2 separate regions of the Oryctolagus cuniculus genome follow, and region 2 is linked to region 1. A link is a contact called in public Micro-C data. All regions are on one chromosome and are shown on one strand. Each heading gives the region's core, a stretch centred on a gene start, on an enhancer-like site or on the middle of the called end of the contact. The rest is flanking DNA. Distances are from core to core; before and after follow the strand shown.

Region 1 (3,945 bases), core at 847-3,346:
TTTTTTTGACAGTTAGAGTTAGACTGAGAGAGAGAGAGAGAGAGAGAAAGGTCTTCCTTCTGTTGGTTTACCTCCCAAATGGCCGCTACGGCCGGCACTGTGCCGATCTGAAGCCAGGAGGCAGGTGCTTCCTCCTGGTCTCCCATGTGGGTGCAGGGCCCAAGGACTTGGGCCATCCTCCACTGCACTCCCAGGCCACAGCTGAGAGCTGGACTGGAAGAGGAGCAACCAGGACAGAACTGGCACCCCAACTGGGACTAGAACCCAGAGTGCTGGTGCTGCAGGTGGAGGATTAGCCTAGTGAGCCGTTGCGCCGGCCTATGAAGGGTTTTGACATCATTTTTAGCATGTATGTTAAGGAGCAGCCCAGGGATGGCCTTTCATTCAATTTCATTTCTTTTTAAAAAATTATTGTAGATATTTTTTTTTGTTTGAAGAGTAAAGAGACAAAAAAACAGACTAAAAGAGATCTTCCATCTACTAGTTCACTCCCCGAATGCTTATAACAACCAGGGCTGGGCAATTACAAAACCAGGAGCCAGAAACTCAATCTGGGTCCCATGTGAATGGCAGGGACTCAAGTACTTGAACCATCACCTGCTGGCTCCCAGGGTACACATTAGCAGGAATTGGGATTGGAAACAAAGCCAGGACTTGAACCCAGTCACTCTGATACAGCTGCAGACGTCTCAAGCAGTGTCTTAACTGCTGTTCCAAATGTCCACCCCTCTTCAGTTTCTTGATGTGTTTAAGAATGGGGCCAATGAATGCTTGCTGGAACCGACCCTAGAAAAGTTGAAATGGTGCCATGTTTTTCATGCTACTGTTCTGTCTCACTATAAAATGAGGGAAGTGCTAATAACACATCCTATTTGTCTAGCACGTTTTACTCCCCAGCTCTCAAAGGAGTTGGCCCACGTTGGGTTGGATTCTCAGCCCATGTTTCTGTTTTCTAATCCACATAGTGTGATGTCGCATAAAACTTTGACTTGTTTGCTTTTTTATCATGTTCTCCTAAAAATTGGAAAATAGTATCTATTTTTATCATACCCATTTCTCAGATATGGAGAGTAAGGCACATCTAGGCTGTTTTTTGACCTGGGATTACACTATCCTAAGTCACAAAGCCTAAAGTGAAATTTAGGATTCTCCTTTGGTTTCATATTTACTGCGCCAGAGTTCCTTTCCTTTTCAGTCACACTTATGATAGGACCCAAGGAAACATGGTTCCAGGTACCAAAAATATTTCACGTCTCGTCTTCAGCGTCCCGGTGTTAGGATTTACACTAGAGTTATTGTCTGAAGTAAAGTTTCATTGCCAGTTATGAACACGATCTGCTCCATATTATTCCTAATTTGACATCTGTCCCAAAAGGTGATGGATGGTTGAAGAAAGATTACAATGAATGCAGTCCCTATCTTCTTTTTGCCTCTCCAAATTTGATTTAACAGGTTGCTTTCTGCCAGGAAATTTCATGAATGGGCAAATGTTAATAAGCCAGATTTTTTTTCCCCTTTATAGTAATAACGTAACAAAATACCTCCCCGAAGTGGATGCAGTTGGAGTATGTTAATACTTGAGTGAGTACTTCCTGACCTGGTAGAAAGAAGCAACTTGAACCACTCTGAAAATGAAATGGTTCCTATAAAACTCGGTTACTGCGGTATGACTGTGTTTTATGCTTTGAAGTATGCTGTCGGTAGTTCTTTTCTCAGTGGGTGTTTGTAGAACTTGATGAGGCTTCTGTTAAAAACTAGAATTGACTGTTCTGCTTTGAAAATGCTCTTTAAAAATCAAGCCGAGAGTGACAGCAGGTCCTTCTCCCTCCCCTCCCCCGCGCCCCCTTTTCAGAAGAACAAAAGTGAGAGTTGCGTGCGATCACCCCTGCTTAGTGTTCTCAGGGAAAACGCCCAGACCCCAAGTGCGTGCTGGCGCACACCCGCCAAGCAGCGCTGCGTGCTGGCGGCTGCGCTCGGGAACCCGGGAGCCCGGGAACCTGAGCGCGGACAGAGCCGCCGCGCGCCAAGGGCCCTGTCGGGCTCACTCGCGGCCGGCCCTGGGCTCCGAGGAAGTTGGCAGCCTTTCTCCTCGTGTAAACAGCAGGCTGACGTCACCCAGGCGGCCGTGACGGCCGACCCACTTCAGAGCTCCCCAGGCGGCAGCGGGGTGGAAGACCGGGCTTTGGTCGCCTTCTGGCACGCTTGAGTAAACGCGGCGCAGGGAAATCTGTTAGTGTCGAAGAGCTGGGGTAGCCCTTTAGCTCTGTTGAAAAGTACAGTCCTCCACCGGGAACCTTAAGTGTTATCCTAAGCACAGGCTCCCAGGATGAGCAAGAGAATGCGGGTTACTCCTGTTTGAGATATGCCTGGTCAGCTCAAACCCAGAGAATTACAAGTTCCGTAGTGGCGGAGTGACTGAAAGCCAGGCCTTCCAAACCCTGCCTGGTCTCTTTCACAGTATTAGATGACTTCCTTAGACTAGTCATTGTTCATTGTTCTATTCTGCTACTTCCTATCCCATCTAAAATGTGTAGGATGGTGATTTATGTGTGTTTTTTTTTTTTTTTTTTTTTCCAGTTAAGACAGCTATGCATTAAAATCAGATAGAGCCTGCTGCATTCAGGAACTCCTGCCTCTGGGAGAGCCCTTTGAAGAATCCAGCCTAAGTCTACACTCACTGGCCTAACTGGAAAGATTTATTAACCAGATGATCCTGTTGCTCATTTGGCCTCTGAAAACTGCATAAAATTGAGAGGATGAATGATCGTAATTCTTTTGTGTTGTTACTCAGAAGAGACAAAAGCAACATGCAAGGACTGTTCCATTAGGTAGAAATCAGGATTTTGTTGAGGGAGGAGAGAGTGGAAGAGCCACTGGTTAAAATATAACTTAGTGCCATATCAGTGTCTTTCTGTGTGCCGCTTTCTTGGTACCCCCTTCTAGTTTATTTGCAGGCATTTACAACAAATGGAAGAACAGTTAACTTTCATGATGCATAAAGGTGCATATGCAGTGGGAATTCTGAGGATTGTCCGTAGCTCTTAGGTTTCTATTTGCAAGTCTGTTAGGATTTTTTAAAAATAGTTTTTTGTTTCATTTAAAAGCAGACAGGGGTGGGGGCAGGGGGGAGATATCTTCCATCCTCTGGTTCATTGCCCAAATGCAAACCAACAACCAGGGCTGGGCCAAGCTTAAGCCAGGAGCCCAGAATTCTACCCAGGTCTCCTGTATGGGTGTCAGGGACCCAAGTACTAGAGCCATTGCCAGCTACCTTCAGGGTGTGCATTGACAGGAAGCTGGAATGGGGGGGGGGCAGGACTCAAAAGAGGCAGTCTAATATGAGATATGGGCATCCCAAGAGGTGGCTTAAGTGCTGTGCCAAACTCCTGAGTTAGTTTTTCAAGGTGACATTAAGAATCAGCAAGAGGGGTGCTTGGTTAACTTTGTGGACCTTAATTTCTCTGCTGTACACCGAAATTTGGAACCAGAACACCCAAATTTGGAGCCAGCTTACCTAATTTTGGGGTGGATATTTAGGAAATGCAAATATAATGTTGATTTTGGGGGTGAGCATTGTAGCTTCTTGGGATACCTACATCCCATATTGAGTTCTACCCCCTGCTGCCCATTCAGCTTCCTGCAAATGCACACCATGGGAGGCAGTAGGTGATGGTTCAAGTGTTTGGGTCCCTGCCATCCATGTGGAAGACCTGGGTGGAGTTCCTGACTCCTGGTTTCAGGCTGGTCCAACCCCAGATATTGAGGGCATTTGGAGAGTGAACCAGTGGTTGGAAGATCTTTTTTTTCTCTTTCTCTTTTTGTCACTTTGCCTTTCAAATAAATAAACTTTAAAAAAATAATGTTGATTTTAACCTACCTCTGGCAGAAAATGTGTTGAAATCATATACATTAAAAAAGCAAGTATAATTTCAAAAAGAAACTGCC
Region 2 (3,945 bases), core at 1,001-3,500, 78 kb after region 1:
CTAGGGAACAGTTTCAGCGTCAGGCGAGTGTCAGCTTCTTGGGTAACAGCTGCTCAGACTTGTTTCCTTAAAGGACGAAGAGGAAGGTACTCACTCGGATTTAGGCAGTGCTTGCACTTGTTAGCTGAATTGTCCCCTCTTTGAAGCTTTTTTTTTTAAATTCATTTGAGATGCTGAAATATAAATTTTACCGAGTTGCTACAACACTAAATCATTATTAATAATGATCCCAGTACAATAGCATATATTTTGATATTTTAAACTCAGGTTTGTGTGGTGACTGATAGCTTACAGCATCCAGTATTTATTTATTTTTATTACTATAAACAGGACAGATTTCATGTAGTTGGTATTTTGAGCAGTGGTCCCTTGGCAGGATGAAAGTCACAACACTGCAAGTTTATCTGCCATCAAAATGTTTTATAATTTAGTAACTAAGAGAGGTAAAGGCTCTGCAAGAGTCTTCTGGAGGTTTGTTTTGCTGTGTTGTTGCTACTGCTACTGTGAAAGAGACTGGTGAAAATCTGAGGCTTTATTTTGTGTCTCATTCCCAGCAGCAGAAGCAAGACCACCTGGTCAATATTGTGTATCAAGATACGAATAAACATGATGTTCAGGAATGTGGACTTTATCTCACTTGTAGAATTTTTAAACTTAATGGCTACAGAAATGTCTTTACTGTCATGGCATATCCCATAGGAGATAGCTTAGTGGCAGGAGTAGGGGGAGGGAGCAGCTGTCTCTGATTACTGAAGTCCAAAGATCAGGTGTATGCTAAAGGCACCAAAGGGCAAGCTCCAGTTCAAGTGAAAATGGCCTCCCAAGCGGGTAACCGCAGCCCTCGTAGGTCTTTCCATTGATTAATACTAACGAGAAGAACATGAAAACCTACAACTGCTGTGACCACAGCATATGCACCAACGAAATACTTTCCACCTGTCATTAATAATTACTCCTGTAACAATGTGTCGGAACACACAAGCTACAACTCTGGTTTGGAAGTGTGTAGGTTTAATTTCGTTTTAATCTTTTCGAAGGAAGCAGCTACTAACCAAAGTTGGAGAGTCTTTTTTGCTTTTATTTATTTATTTATTTTTTTATTGTCTGAAGCAGCCAGGGCTGTTGGTGTTAGAGGCAAACACCTCCCCTGTGTGCAGATGCTGGGAAGTCCTTGTGAACAGAACTGTCCCCCCAAGCGCCCATCACTCATTGTGTACAGCAGTGTCTTTCTCCATTAGCACTGCCCGGCAGTTCATTCTTTGTATGAATCTGTGAATGGCATATGTCAGCCCAGTAAGACGACATTCCTATTCTGGGTGATAAATAGATGCCTTGTTTTGTTTTGTTTTGTTTCTCAAAGATCATGAGACAAACAAAAACATGCTGGGCTGTGTAGAAATGTTCTTTGACATACAAATCAAAATTTCAAAATGAAAACACTACAGTCTCGTAAGACATGTGGCTTCTGAGAGGACAGAACAGATCCCTTTGGTTTCCACGAGTGCCAGAAACAGTGCAAGCTCTCTGGGAAATTCTACTCTCCTTGGAGTCTGAGGGGCTGCAGAGCTGTCTCTTGTTGGAACCTGGTTGGAGATGCCTGCCAGGCTTAGTGAAGCAAGTGCCCCAATGTGATGGGTCTGTGGCGGAAACCCAGGATCACCTAAGGGGCGTCCTGCGCCTCCTGCAGCTTGCTGTGCGGAGTGGAGCCGGCCTCCTCGCTCGCTCTCGTCCCACTCCACGCTGACGCTGCCTGCCTGGTCAGAGCTGGCCCTGCCTCCGCCGAGTGAGAGTGGCCTGAGCTATGCGGATGCGTGGGGCGGGGGCTGAAGGGAGGGAGGACGCGACTGCTACAGCAGGTCTGACAAGTTTGGGGTGCCCAAAGGCAGCTTTGTTTCTCTGGAAACTCCAGTAGCAGCAAACTGAAGTTCTTCCAGCTCGTTCACTGTCTGTCACTTTGCAGGAGCCTGTAGTGTGCAGGGTGAGAGGAACCCGTTCTCAAGCTTTGTTTCCTTTAGAAGCCTTCATAGATGGTTAGCTGGAAAGGAGAAGCTACACCAAACACTTTTAGGCTTCCAAGGAGTGTCTCATAGAATAGCAAAAGGAGAGGGTTCTGGCTCTTTGGGACAGCACATGTGTCTGTATCTTATTGTTCATGTGGCCACACACGTACCCAGACGCAGTCTTGTTGACAGTGGGCTGTGCGTGAGCCCTCCGGAGCTGAAGTAGTATGTGCACTCAGTAATCAGAAGGCCCTTGCTGCATGAACCTTTGGCCTGTGCGCCAGCCTCCCTGTCCCACGGCTTATCATCCTGGGCCATGCCACAGCTCCCGGGGCTGGGAGCCAGCTTGCTGGAGCGCCCCGCCCTGGTGCAGAGGTGCCCGAGTTAAGCTCGGGGAATCTGAAAGTCCCAAGGCCATCTCTGCAACAGAACAGGCATAAAACTCCAGCCACGCTCAGGGGGCCTAAGCCAAGTTGTATCCCCAGAGCAGCTAACTTGTTTTAGAAGAGATGATTCCAGTTGCTTTCCTCTTTTGCAGAGTGAGGCCCTGGGGACACCTTTGGGTGCCAGGCTGTCACAGAAAGCCATCTTGGCAGAGCAATTTGGGCATGATGGACCTGTCCCCTTGTTGGGGGCCTGTTGGTGGTCTCTTCCCGAGGAGTTTTAAAATACAGAGTGCTTTTTAAAATAGAGAGCTGGGCAGGTTGGGGGTTTCCTATAAGGAGCCCGGAAGGTAACCAAAGATAAAGTGATTGAGAAGTACTTTCCTTAAAAACATTACTTACATTTACCAGGGACCTCGGATTATTTTGATTGTGTTTGACTGAATGACTTTGCTTAAAGTTCAGTGAGTCATCAGTATTAATACCCAGAAGTCCTTGGGAAGAAATACTTTTTATCTCAAAAGAGCCCCAAAGTAGTTATTTAAAAAGGAAGGTGGCCACCATGTTTACAAAGTATCATTTGCTGTCCTCAACTTTTGTATCCTCATTGCTTTTTTTCTACTGTGTGAATTATCCAAGTAGAAGATATAAAGTTTAAATTGTCTTTGTAAAACCTTATCGTTAGCCTGCGTCATCTTTATAGGCAACTAAAATAAACATTATGAGCATATGGGGTACTTACGCAGGACAGGTATTTCCATATTGGAATAGTCATTTCTTCCCTTCAATGTGTCTCTTAAGTACATGGCTATTATCCCATACAACGTTTGTGCTCATGCCATGTTTTAGAAATGTGATATTTTTCTCTTAAGGAATCTAGTTTTAAGCCATACACTATTTTGTTTTACTAAGTGAATGAAAAAATAACATCCAATTTTCCTCTTTAGACTACATGTAGAAGTTAAAAGATTAAATATATTCTGTACTTGGGAATATTTTAAGTGATCTTTCACAGCCAATAAAGCATACAAATTTGAATGTGTGATCAGTTTTTAATTTTTAGCTTTTAAGAAACACTTGAAGCACTTCCTGCTGTAGCATACGTAGTTTTTATTCCTTGGTTGTATTCAGTGGCAAGTAGTTGACTGAAACATAAAACCTAGGAGGCAACCTTTGGTTTTTAACTAAGGTGCAATTTAATTTTTCACAGAATTATTCTAAAAACTTACATTTTCCTGTTTTATGTAACTGAAGATGTTCTTTAGGGAGGGAAATTTGTTATACACTTTTGGCAAAACCTCTGGTTTCCAGCCTAGGCCTTTTTTATTTTTTCCTGACGTTGTTTGTTAAGGGTCTCTAGCGTGAGGGGAAAAACAAGGTATCTTTGGGGAAAAGATGCTACAGGAGGATTGAAAACAGAATCTCATCCAATTATAAATAGGGGAGAAAAAATATCTTCATTATGCCCAGGGATGGGGGGAGGGAGAGAGGCATATTTCATGAGGGCGGCACGCGATCTTTGGGGAGAGTCGCTCACGTCTGAGGATTCCTGCCCTTTAACG

The links. A called contact is a pair of places that touch in the nucleus more often than the background predicts.
Region 2: a contact with region 1 is called in a Micro-C map of ear pinna, with 2.6 times the contacts expected there. The contact joins two enhancer-like sites. A contact is called at or near these places in 3 of 6 Hi-C or Micro-C datasets (ear pinna, embryonic fibroblasts and psoas muscle).

Annotation. Positions count from the first base shown.
Region 1 is chr2:138,029,010-138,032,954 of mOryCun1.1, forward strand. The region is part of intron 1 of SERTAD2 (SERTA domain containing 2); the gene reads left to right. Among named protein-coding and RNA genes, the nearest start is that of SERTAD2, 25 kb to the left of the region's middle. Within about 2 kb of position 2,097, at least 6 of the 8 cell types and tissues checked have an H3K27ac peak or open chromatin away from gene starts, as enhancers often do. A contact at or near this core is called in ear pinna, where this site is marked.
Region 2 is chr2:138,106,516-138,110,460 of mOryCun1.1, forward strand. All of the region lies in intron 1 of SERTAD2 (SERTA domain containing 2), which reads left to right. Among named protein-coding and RNA genes, the nearest start is that of SERTAD2, 100 kb to the left of the region's middle. Within about 2 kb of position 2,251, at least 1 of the 8 cell types and tissues checked has an H3K27ac peak or open chromatin away from gene starts, as enhancers often do. A contact at or near this core is called in ear pinna, where this site is marked.